Linked DNA regions of Mus musculus: regions 2 and 3 are each linked to region 1. A link is a contact called in public promoter capture Hi-C data. All regions are on one chromosome and are shown on one strand. Each heading gives the region's core, a stretch centred on a gene start, on an enhancer-like site or on the middle of the called end of the contact. The rest is flanking DNA. Distances are from core to core; before and after follow the strand shown. Region 1 holds the start of Pank2 (pantothenate kinase 2). Region 2 holds the start of Lzts3 (leucine zipper, putative tumor suppressor family member 3). Region 3 holds the start of Ddrgk1 (DDRGK domain containing 1).

The links. Promoter capture Hi-C pulls out the DNA fragments that hold promoters and counts their contacts. Capture Hi-C pulls out chosen DNA fragments and counts their contacts.
Region 2: a contact with region 1 is called in a promoter capture Hi-C map of pre-B cells. The contact joins the promoter of Lzts3 here to the promoter of Pank2 in region 1. A contact is called at or near these places in 5 of 39 promoter capture datasets (liver, maxillary cranial neural crest, pre-B cells and 1 more) and 2 of 484 Hi-C or Micro-C datasets (both in embryonic stem cells).
Region 3: a promoter capture Hi-C map of liver shows a contact between it and region 1. The contact joins the promoter of Ddrgk1 here to the promoter of Pank2 in region 1. A contact is called at or near these places in 12 of 39 promoter capture datasets (the 3T3-L1 cell line, 3T3-L1-derived adipocytes, the C10 cell line and 8 more), 1 of 115 datasets of contacts at active chromatin or transcription factors (memory CD8 T cells) and 1 of 9 other capture datasets (liver).

Annotation. Positions count from the first base shown.
Region 1 is chr2:131,261,073-131,264,241 of GRCm38.p6, forward strand. Pank2 (pantothenate kinase 2) reads left to right here and starts at 1,428. Exons shown (of 7, transcript NM_153501.2): 1 at 1,428-1,743. The coding sequence starts at 1,497.
Region 2 is chr2:130,641,393-130,644,561 of GRCm38.p6, forward strand. It overlaps Lzts3 (leucine zipper, putative tumor suppressor family member 3), which reads right to left and starts at 1,452. Exons shown (of 5, transcript NM_197945.4): 1 at 1,329-1,452. All of the region lies in intron 2 of Gm52563 (a long non-coding RNA gene), which reads left to right.
Region 3 is chr2:130,662,794-130,665,962 of GRCm38.p6, forward strand. Ddrgk1 (DDRGK domain containing 1) reads right to left here and starts at 1,852. Exons shown (of 9, transcript NM_029832.2): 1 at 1,682-1,852; 2 at 555-761. The coding sequence starts at 1,772. It also overlaps a transcript of Itpa not described here.

The DNA of each region.
Region 1 (3,169 bases), core at 178-2,677:
GGCTGGCAGCATGCATTCTTACTTCAGCATGTGGCTGCCTGGTACTCTAGGGGGACCAGAAGAGAGAGTGGAATGGCCAGAAGTTACAGAGGGTTGTGAGCCATGTGGAAGCTGGGAATTGATTCCTGGTCTTCTGAAGAGCAGTCCTACTCTGTTATGGGCATTCCTGATTTTTGTTAGATCCAGTGTGTGTGTGTGTGTGTGTGTGTGTGTGTGTGTGTGTGTTCCTGCGGAAGCTGGAATTTCAAGTTAGGAAATAAGGTTTCCAGAGTTAATTCTACACTGTGGGGTACTAGTTTGGAGCAAGTATGGGAGTGTTTTTCAGCATTCACAAGAGAAGCTCAGGCCGGAACTATTAGTGAGGGAGTAAGTTAGAAGGTAAGAGGGCTGTTATTCAAGGGACATTATCTCCTCCCAAGAAAGGTACTTAGGAAATTGTGAGAAAGCCTCAGTCACTTAAAATTGAGGGACTGAGGGAATGCTTCAGGGGTATATCTGGGTGGGATATCAAGGGTTAGGGCACTTGGGAAGGGCAAACGATTTAAAAAAAAAATCCATCTTCTGTAAAAACCCAGGGGTCTGGAGCTATGGTTCAGTGATTAAGAGCATTTGCTGTTCTTGCAGAGGTCTGGGTTAGATTCCTGGGATCCATATGGGGAAATCCCTCGATTTCTTCTGCCCTCAGCGACCATCAGGCACACACCAGGGTCACAGACATACATGCATGAAAAATGCTCAAACACATTAAAGAAAAACAAACAAACAAAAACCCCAACAACAACAACAACCCCAACCAACCTAACTTCCAAGCCTTCATACTGCCTTCTTCAGGAAGGGGAGTAGGTGAAGGATTTAGAATCCACCTCCTCCCGCCAGTTGTCATGGAGACAAACCTCAGTCTTTTCATTCCTTCTGGTACTGGGAATGAAGTCATAGCACAAAGGAAGAGACGGTGCTTGTACTTTGTGGACTGTAGTGTGGCTCCTACTGCAGCTATAGAACCAGACCCGGGGACAAAGGCTAAGGTTAGTCGCAGCTCAGAGTCCTTCCTTCTGTTAACACTTCTCAGTAGCTTCGGGGGCTCTATTGGGCGGGAGGAAGGAGTGATTCGTGAACAGAGAAGAGATAGTAGACTCCCTGGAGTTCTAGGGAATAGGGGAGCAGCTTGGCCACCGCTCTCGCGGATGCACAAGAGAGGGCGCCCCTCACTCAAATCCTTTGGGCCCCTCCACGATCGCTCCCAGCCTGCGCTGACCCCGCCTTCATCCGTCCAGAGTGCCTGTCGTTGGATGGTGGCGCGGTCTCTTCGGCTGGAGTCTGGGAGCCTATTGGACAAGACCTCTGGAACCCGCCCCTAGCCAGCTCGGATTGGCTAGCTGCACGTTGGCGCAACGGAAAAGGCGGCAGCCGGCGTGCGCCTGCGCTCCAGCGGGCTGCGCGGAGGCGGCAAGGCGGCGCTGGGGGGCTGGCTCGGGCGGCAGCGGCGGCTGTTGCGGATGGGAGCGGGCCGGTTTGGCGCGCCTATGGAGCGCCAGGGCAGGGCTGCCGCCACCTCAGCCGCGGTCGGCGAGTCTGCGGACTCGGAAGCGCGGAGGCGGGACCCGCTGAGGCGCCGGGCGAGTAGCGCGGCGCCGTCGGGGTCCGGGGAGGCGGAGAGTGTGAGACGGGAGCGGCCCGGCTCTCTAGGCGGCTCCACCTCGGCCGGCCGCCCGCGCGCCGAAGGCCTCCGGAAGAGGCGGCCGCGTAAGTGCCCCGGCACGGCCGTCGTTGTTTGCGCGCCGGCGGTGCCCGCGCGAGGGCTCCCCGCCACTTCCTCCCTGTCCCCTGGGGTGTTCTTTTCCTGAGACTCCCTCTTTTTTTCTTGAGAAGGCTCCTCCTCTCCCAAGTCCCTTTGAATCATCCATCGCGCTCACAACTGAAGCCTTTTCTATGGTGATTAATTTGGAGGTTGCTAGAAAATGCCCCTGAGGCGCAGCAGGCCCAAAACTCGACTCTGGGCTCGATACGCTTCTAAGCTTTGCTCGGTTTTCTTCCCGAGAGAATTCAGGTCATCTCGCATCCAGAGGTTTTCCCCCGTTTCCCTTCCGTTAGTTCACGGGAATTCCGGTTTCAGCCATAGCATTCTGGGCAGTAAAGCCTTTTCTTTGGAAGGGAGTCGACCTGTTCCTCAGTTACTCTTAAGCCTAGGGAGTTACTCTTTTCAGAGAATCGGGTTCTCATTTTATTACCAATTTGTGTTTCTTGTCTTGTGTGTTTTCTCCCCTTTAAAGCCTTTAGGGCTGTTGTCTAGCATCCACGACTACTGCTGAAAGTGTCAATTGTCCTAATACTGTAATAGGAACTTTTCAGCATAGCTGTCTGTGTTTTACATGTGGTTAAGACCTGGATATCAGATTACGGTATGAGGAAGGTAAATGCTGAGTGCAGGCAGGCTATGAGAATTACGGGAAGTGGCTTGATGTGTGAGGTCTGTTGGATAGTCCGCGCCCAGCCCTACCTGCTCACCCCCACCCCAGTTGCTTTTATCGATGATTTGAGCGATTGGATGTAGCTCTGTTTTGCCATGGAAGGTTTGGAGGATGTATGTATGTATGTATGTTTAGTACTTTATATCACTATATGTATATATTTTTTTTTTCTTTTCTCGACTTGTAAGAGATTTTATAATACCAGCCACTTGGGAGGTGGAGGCAGAGGAATATGAAATTTAAGACCCTGTCCTAAAAGAAAAAAGGAAAACGGATTTTCAAAGAGTTCCTGTTGTAGAATCGTTTGCTTGATAAATAACTTCCTTATTACACTTATTTATCGTGTGTGTCTGTATTGGTGTAGGTCAGAGGACAACTTTGCCCAGTCCTGGGGATGGAGCTCAGGTTGTCAGACTTGAGGGCAGGTTTTGTTTTGTTTTGTTTTTTTTTTGTTTTTTGTTTGTTTGTTTTTTTTTTTTTTTTGGTTTTTTTCAAGACAGGGTTTCTCTGTGTAGCCTTGGCTGTCCTGGAACTTCACTCTGTAGACCAGGCTGGCCTCGAACTCAGAAATCCGCCTGCCTCTGCCTCCCGAGTGCTGGGATTAAAGGCATGTGCCACCACGCCCGGCTGAGAGCAGTCTGATGAATTACCCAAGTTGGCCTCGTCCTCAGGGCAGACCCTTCAGTGCTGGGTATATACTG
Region 2 (3,169 bases), core at 202-2,701, 620 kb before region 1:
GACAGTGTGATCTGCAAGGGCAGTTGAACCGCATCACTCTGGGATGATAGCCTGTTGCCTGAGCCTGCCTCCATTTCTGTTCTATCAACCCTCAGTGCCTGTGACATTACAATACTAGCAGTCAGAGGGGCCAAATGGACTCTGGCTAAACCCTTCCCCGAGCAGGGTCAAGGGCCTTAGAATTCCTGCAGCATCAGCTCCAGGTGTAAATCACAGCTCAGCTACGAAACCTCAAGCAGACTCAAATTCTCACACCTACCTTACAGCGATTTTTTAAAAAGGAAACGGATTATGTGTAAAATCCATGGTATTCTTTTTGGCACCCACAACCAAGTAGAGTTTGTAGCAGAGTCTCTAAGGCCTCTCTTGATATCCACCCTGTATTTCTCCTGAAAGCAGCTCTTCACTCCACACATGACCTCTTCTCAGCTCTCTGCCCAGCCTACATTCTTCTGGAACCAGTCCAAATACTCCTCAGCATCCTTGGTACCCAAGAGGTCTTGGAGCACTTAGCTCAGGATGACCCAGGGAGATTTCACTGTGAGCCTTCCCCATTGGAAGCCTGTGTTACCCCAGGGGTCTCTGGACCCCCCCCCCCCGGCATCATGAAAATGCAAGGCCAATACTTGTGGGGATGTTGGTTATGAGCAATGTCAATAGGAAATGAATGCAGACATAGAAACAAGGAAAAGCTTCCAGGAAGGATTAAGGGAAGGGATTCAGGGAGCAGAACTTCTTGGTTGGGATGTGTGAGGGGAGATTCATCTTCCCTTGGAAATGTGGGCACCTGCAGGGGAAGAGGCCCATCCCCTAGATCCTGACTCTGATGAAGCCAGTGCTTCAGTGCTGAAGGTACTGACAGCACACCCCCACCCACCCGCTCACACAGGAGCCTGCCTCAGCTGTGCATGTGTGTGTCAGAGTGTGTGGGGGGGGAGGGGGAGGGTCGCCATTCACTAGCACATAGACCCCAGCCACAAAATCTCTGCAAAGGTGCCACAGAGGTCTCCGCGGTTGGAGAAATTCCACCCATACCTCCCTCGGTTCTCCACCAACGCGCGTGGCCCCCGGGGGGGGGCGGGGTGCAGAGAGAAGAGGTGACATAATCCGGGCCGCACCCCCTCCGGCCGCCACCCCCCCCTCCCCGCGCGCCGGTTGAAGCGTCCATGACATCATCGGCCTCATCCCCCCCCAGCTCCCCGGTACCCTAGCAGCGGGACGCGCCCCCTCCCCAGCTTCCCACCGGCCAGAAGCAGCGAGCGATGCAGCGGGCATGGTGACCTGAGGGAGAACCTGGAGGGGCACCCCGGCAGGCCTGTATCACTTACTCACTGCCTCAGAGTCCGGCGCAGAGGCTCAGACACCGGCGCTAGCTGTCCCGCTCTCTGGCGCAGCCCGAAGCCCGCCCCACAGGGCGCGCGGCGCGGCCGGGCTCTGCTCTTGGCCCCTCCCGCCCCGCGCCCGGCCCGCCCACCAGCGGCTGCGGCAAACGCGGGCCCGCCCTCCGGCCACGCCCCCGGGACCCGCCAATCCTGGACGGGGGTGGGACTCGGTGCCTTAACCCCTTTGGTCGCTGAGCGCCGGCCCGCCTGCCCAAAAGGCTGGGTGGCAGATACTCGGCCTCAGTCCGTTAGCCACTGTACCAAATTCTTGGGGTCAATCCCCAATTTCTGTCCTACCAGAAATCCAGCAAATTCCTACTCTCTTTGAACCCCGTATCTGGGTGTATGAGCCCTTTGGTTTATGGACAACCTTGTTTGGACTCTAGATTCAACTCCTGCACCAGCTATTCCCTGTGCAGCAGATGTCCTAAATCCTTCAAATATGGGACTGGACAGATGGCTTAGTGGTCAAGGGCACTGGCTGCTCTTCCATAGAACCTGGGTTTAATTCGCAGCACCCACATGATAACTAGTTACAAGGGATTGGACACCTTCTGGCCTCTGCAGGTGCTGCACAAACATATGGTCGAAACAACCATACACTGAATTAAAAAATAATTAAGGGGGGGGAAAAAAACCAAAAAACCCTGAAGAGCCTTCAAACCTACAAGATGCGGGGGTGTGAAGGCACCTGTGACTATGATCTAGGTGGAGGCAAGAGCCAATAAATTGACCAATTTAAAACTTGACGCTACAGGAAATTTGTATTTTATACCTTGTGCCCCGTGCCTGCTGTAAAACTAACAAACCCCATCCTAAAAAGAGATTGAGTAAAGACTTTATCTTTGACTCAGATCAACACCTTGGCAAGTGCAGGTGGCATACACTAAAGGGGTTGCCAGCTGCCCAGGAAAACTTCCTAAAGGAAGCACTCAGCCTTCAACTATGCCCTTGGTCTGATCAGTATGAGGAAGCAAGCTAGGCCCAGGCTTCCGCCTTAGCAAAAGGCTGTAGGTTGTGATTGTGATAACTGATGAGTTTAGCCATCCTATGACATAGGACTATGTCATAGATTTTAATTTTTTTTGCCTTTTTAAACAATTGTTTTTATTTCCTATAGTGAATTTAATGAATTCCTGTTTTCAGTTCTAATGATTGCTTTTAAATGTATTAAGTAAATGCCTTTAATCCCAGAACTTGAGAGACAGAGGCAGGGTCTCTGAGACCGATTCTAACCTGGTCTACAGATCGAGTTCCAAGACAGCCAGGGCTACATAGAGAAAAACACTGTCTCAAAAAACCAAAACCAAAACCCAAAACCCAAACCAAACCAAACCAAAAAACCAAAAAGCCAACCAACCAAAAAAACCAATCAACCAATCCAAATAAGGAAGTATATTAAATAAACTAAGATCTTATTGTCATTAGCCAATGACAGATCATTTATATATTCTACAACTCTGTGAACTGAGTGTCATGGAAATGTGATGATCCTCATGGTTTGTGGCCACCATATTACAAGATATTCATTTAGGTCAGAGAGGTAACGTGTCATCCTTGTTTTAAGCAGATGAGTCCAGCTTTGCTACCCCTTTCAGTGAGAAGAGGATGAGAAGAGAACAGAATATGGGAAGAATCCCCAGGAGACATTTTCTTTTCCTCCTCCTCCTCCTCCTCCTCCTCCTCCTCCTCCTCCTCCTCCTCCTCCTCCTCTTTTTCCCTGAGGCAGGGTCTCTCTATAGAGGCATGGCTGTATGGGAACTCACCATCTAGACCAGGCCTCAAAT
Region 3 (3,169 bases), core at 602-3,101, 600 kb before region 1:
CGGCTGGGTGCTGCTTTTGAAACGGCTATATAAGCATGGCTGGCCTGAAACTTCCCATGCTCCTGCCTCTGTTTTCTGAGTGCAGGAGTTATAAGCATGCACACATACCCACTGAAGGTCTCTTTTTAAGACAAAGGGGCTAATAATCCCAAGGAGTCAAAGCCAAAGCCCAATTTCCCCTAAATTCTCTTCTTCCTACCAAGCCAGACTTCAAGTACTAGAGAAGACACATTCTTTCCCACAACCATGCGGATTTTGTAAGACTCCAAGTGTCTGCTGTGTGGATGTAAATATCAGCTGAAATGTCTCTATTTCTAAGCACTTATTCTAGGGTTACAGCTAATTGCACTGAACCAAGATGAAGGAAGTGACGCCCAATAGAACAGGGATTGAGTTAAGAAATGCTGACTTCAAGGACCAAAGCCCAGGCCCAAGACTCCAGTCCTACCACTAAATGTCCTTCCTCCACTGGCTTCATGCTCCTTGTGTGTCTCTAGCTTGGGAGACTTCCGAACGCCTTTAATCCAGCCCTCCCCCAGGCTGGGCCCTCTTACCTGGAATAACAGTTTGACCCACATTCTCATCCCCGTCTTCCCAGGCCACTCGCTGGGCTCGACGCTGGGCCTGTAGACGGCTGCCCAAGTCCCTCCGACGCCGGGGTCTGCTTCCAGTTCTCTGTTCTTCAGACTCCTGGGGCAAAGAGCGGCCTACCTGGCCTGCTCCTGCCCTCTCTTCCTCATTGTGCAGTGGTTCTCCGTCAGCTTTTGGGAGGGAGGAATCATAACACTGTCAAGCAGCCCATCTTCAAGAGAGTGAAGCACAGGATCTTGGGAGTCTCATCCCCCTGCTGAACCACCTCAGACTATTGCTGCCCACAGCACCAAGTCCCAACTTAGGTTTGTCAAGGCCTTTTTTGTACGCACACTTTGGCCTGATGCTCACTTCTCATTTCCTACCTCCTTTGATATCTTCATCTTGAACAGGCGACCTGTGAGGATACTCTCACCCTGAGGTTTACAGATCTCGCTCCATGCCCGCTGCAAGATTACATTTACTTCTTGCTATGTTATGATTTTATAGGGTACGCCAACCAGAGACTACATGTCACAGTCGAGGCTGAATCGTCCCTCCCTGGAAGACTTGTTGGCAATCAGCTTTACCTCAGCTTCTGTCTCTTCTGCCCGTGGGACACAGAGGTGCTCTGAGGTGGCTTATGGGGTCAGGCATCAGAGAGATATATAGAAACTCCTACACTTACGTGAAATGTTAGTAAGGGGGACTGTCAGGTTGTCAGTGCCAGGCCACTTCTAACCCTGGTGGAGGCGAGGCAAAGCAGCATGGGTGCCCTCTTTGGCGGGAGATGCATTCAGTTTCCTAAGGCTGCTTAGCCCTCCTACTCCTAGTAAGCGGAACACACTGGGCAGGATTAGAAAACCGGCAGCCTCTCCTATTGGTGCAGAGTAGAAAGGCAGGCTTGGTTCCTAGGTTGCATCCCCAGCTCTGGGCTCCGCGCTAATTCCGAGTGTGTCCTAAGGCGCGTGCGCAAAGCTCGGGCCAGCGCACAAGCTCCTCGTAAGCACAGGAAAGCTCGTCAGTGCATGCGCACGAGTCGAGGGCCTACCAAAGCCCAGGAACTCTGAAAAACGGATTCCTCCAGCCCTGGGACGGCGGCACCTCCTACCTGCTGCCGCCCGACCCCGGCTGCGAGTCAGGAAGAGGATCAGGCCGATGAGCAAAACTGCCGCCACCAGATACACCCAGGGCCCCACCATGACGACAGACAGCCGGGCAGCGCAGCCAGCGCGCCTGCGGGATCCGGATCGCCAGGCCCCGCCCACTACCGTCCGCCCTGCCCAGCCGCTCGCTGAGCTCCGCCCCCACCCTGGGCTTGACCTGGGCCTCAGTTAACTGAAGAGTCCCTGATGCCACATTTGCTTGCCATCCCAGTGCTCGGGAAGTGGAGACTCGGAGACCAACATTTCAAGGTCGTCTCTGGCTATATGGCAACATGGAGGTCGTCTGCATTTAATGACGCTGACTGCTCTTCCAGTGGGCCAGGGTTCAGTTCGCAGCACCCACATAGTGGCTTACAACCTTCTATTACTTCAATTCCAGGGGACCCAAAACCCTCTTCAGACCCTCTCGAGTGTCAGGCACGCAGGTTATACACAGATATGCATACCTGCGAAACACTCATACACGTCAAATAAGTGTTTAAGAAAAAAAGAAAGAAAAAGGAAGAAAATAGTGGGGCGAGTAAGTAGGGGACTAAGCTGGGGTTGTAGATTAGTAGTAGAGCACTCATGGCCAAGGCCCTTAGTTTAATTTGGAGCACTGAAAAATGCAACGTGTGTACGAATATCTTATTAATACTGCAAGTTAGGCATCCATTGTATTACTTTCTGTAAATGTGGAATGTTTTGTAATTTGTTTCTCAATGTTGATAAACCTAAGGCCTTCCAGGCGTCAGGCAAGCGCTGTTACGGTAAGCTTTATCTCTAGCACCTACGTTCTTTCCGTATATTTGGAGATTTAGATCCATGTTCGGCTGAAGGTTGAGGCTTTGCTGGAATTTTATCGCAGCTGCCCCCCACCTTTAGTTGTTTGGTTTTGTTCTGAGACAGGGTATCTGGTAGCCTAGGCTGGCCTTGGACTTGGTGTATAGTAGATGGTGACTTTAAACTGATCCTTTGCTTCTGCCTCATAAGTGCCTGGATTATATGGGAGTACAGGTGTGCACCCTGATGTCCAGACGCTCCTCCATCTTTTGAGGATGGGTTGTTTTGTTTTAGTTCTTTGAGCTCTCATTATATGGCCCTGCCTGGCCTAGAACTCAATATGTACACAAGGCTGGCCACAAACTTAGAGGGATCTGCTTGCCTCTTCCTTGGTTATAATTAAAGGCATGTGGCACCACAGACCTGCCTGGCTCCTGAATTATTATTATTTTTTTTCCGAGACAGGGTTTCTCTGTGTAGCCCTGGCTGTCCTGGAACTCACTCTGTAGACCAGGCTGACCTCGAACTCAGAAATCCACCTGCCTCTGCCTCCCAAGTGCTGGGATTAAAGGCGTGTGCCACCACACCTGGCTGGCTTCTTAACAAATGTTATTTTATATGTGATATATATATATATATATATATGTATATTAATTACCTGGCCTATATAT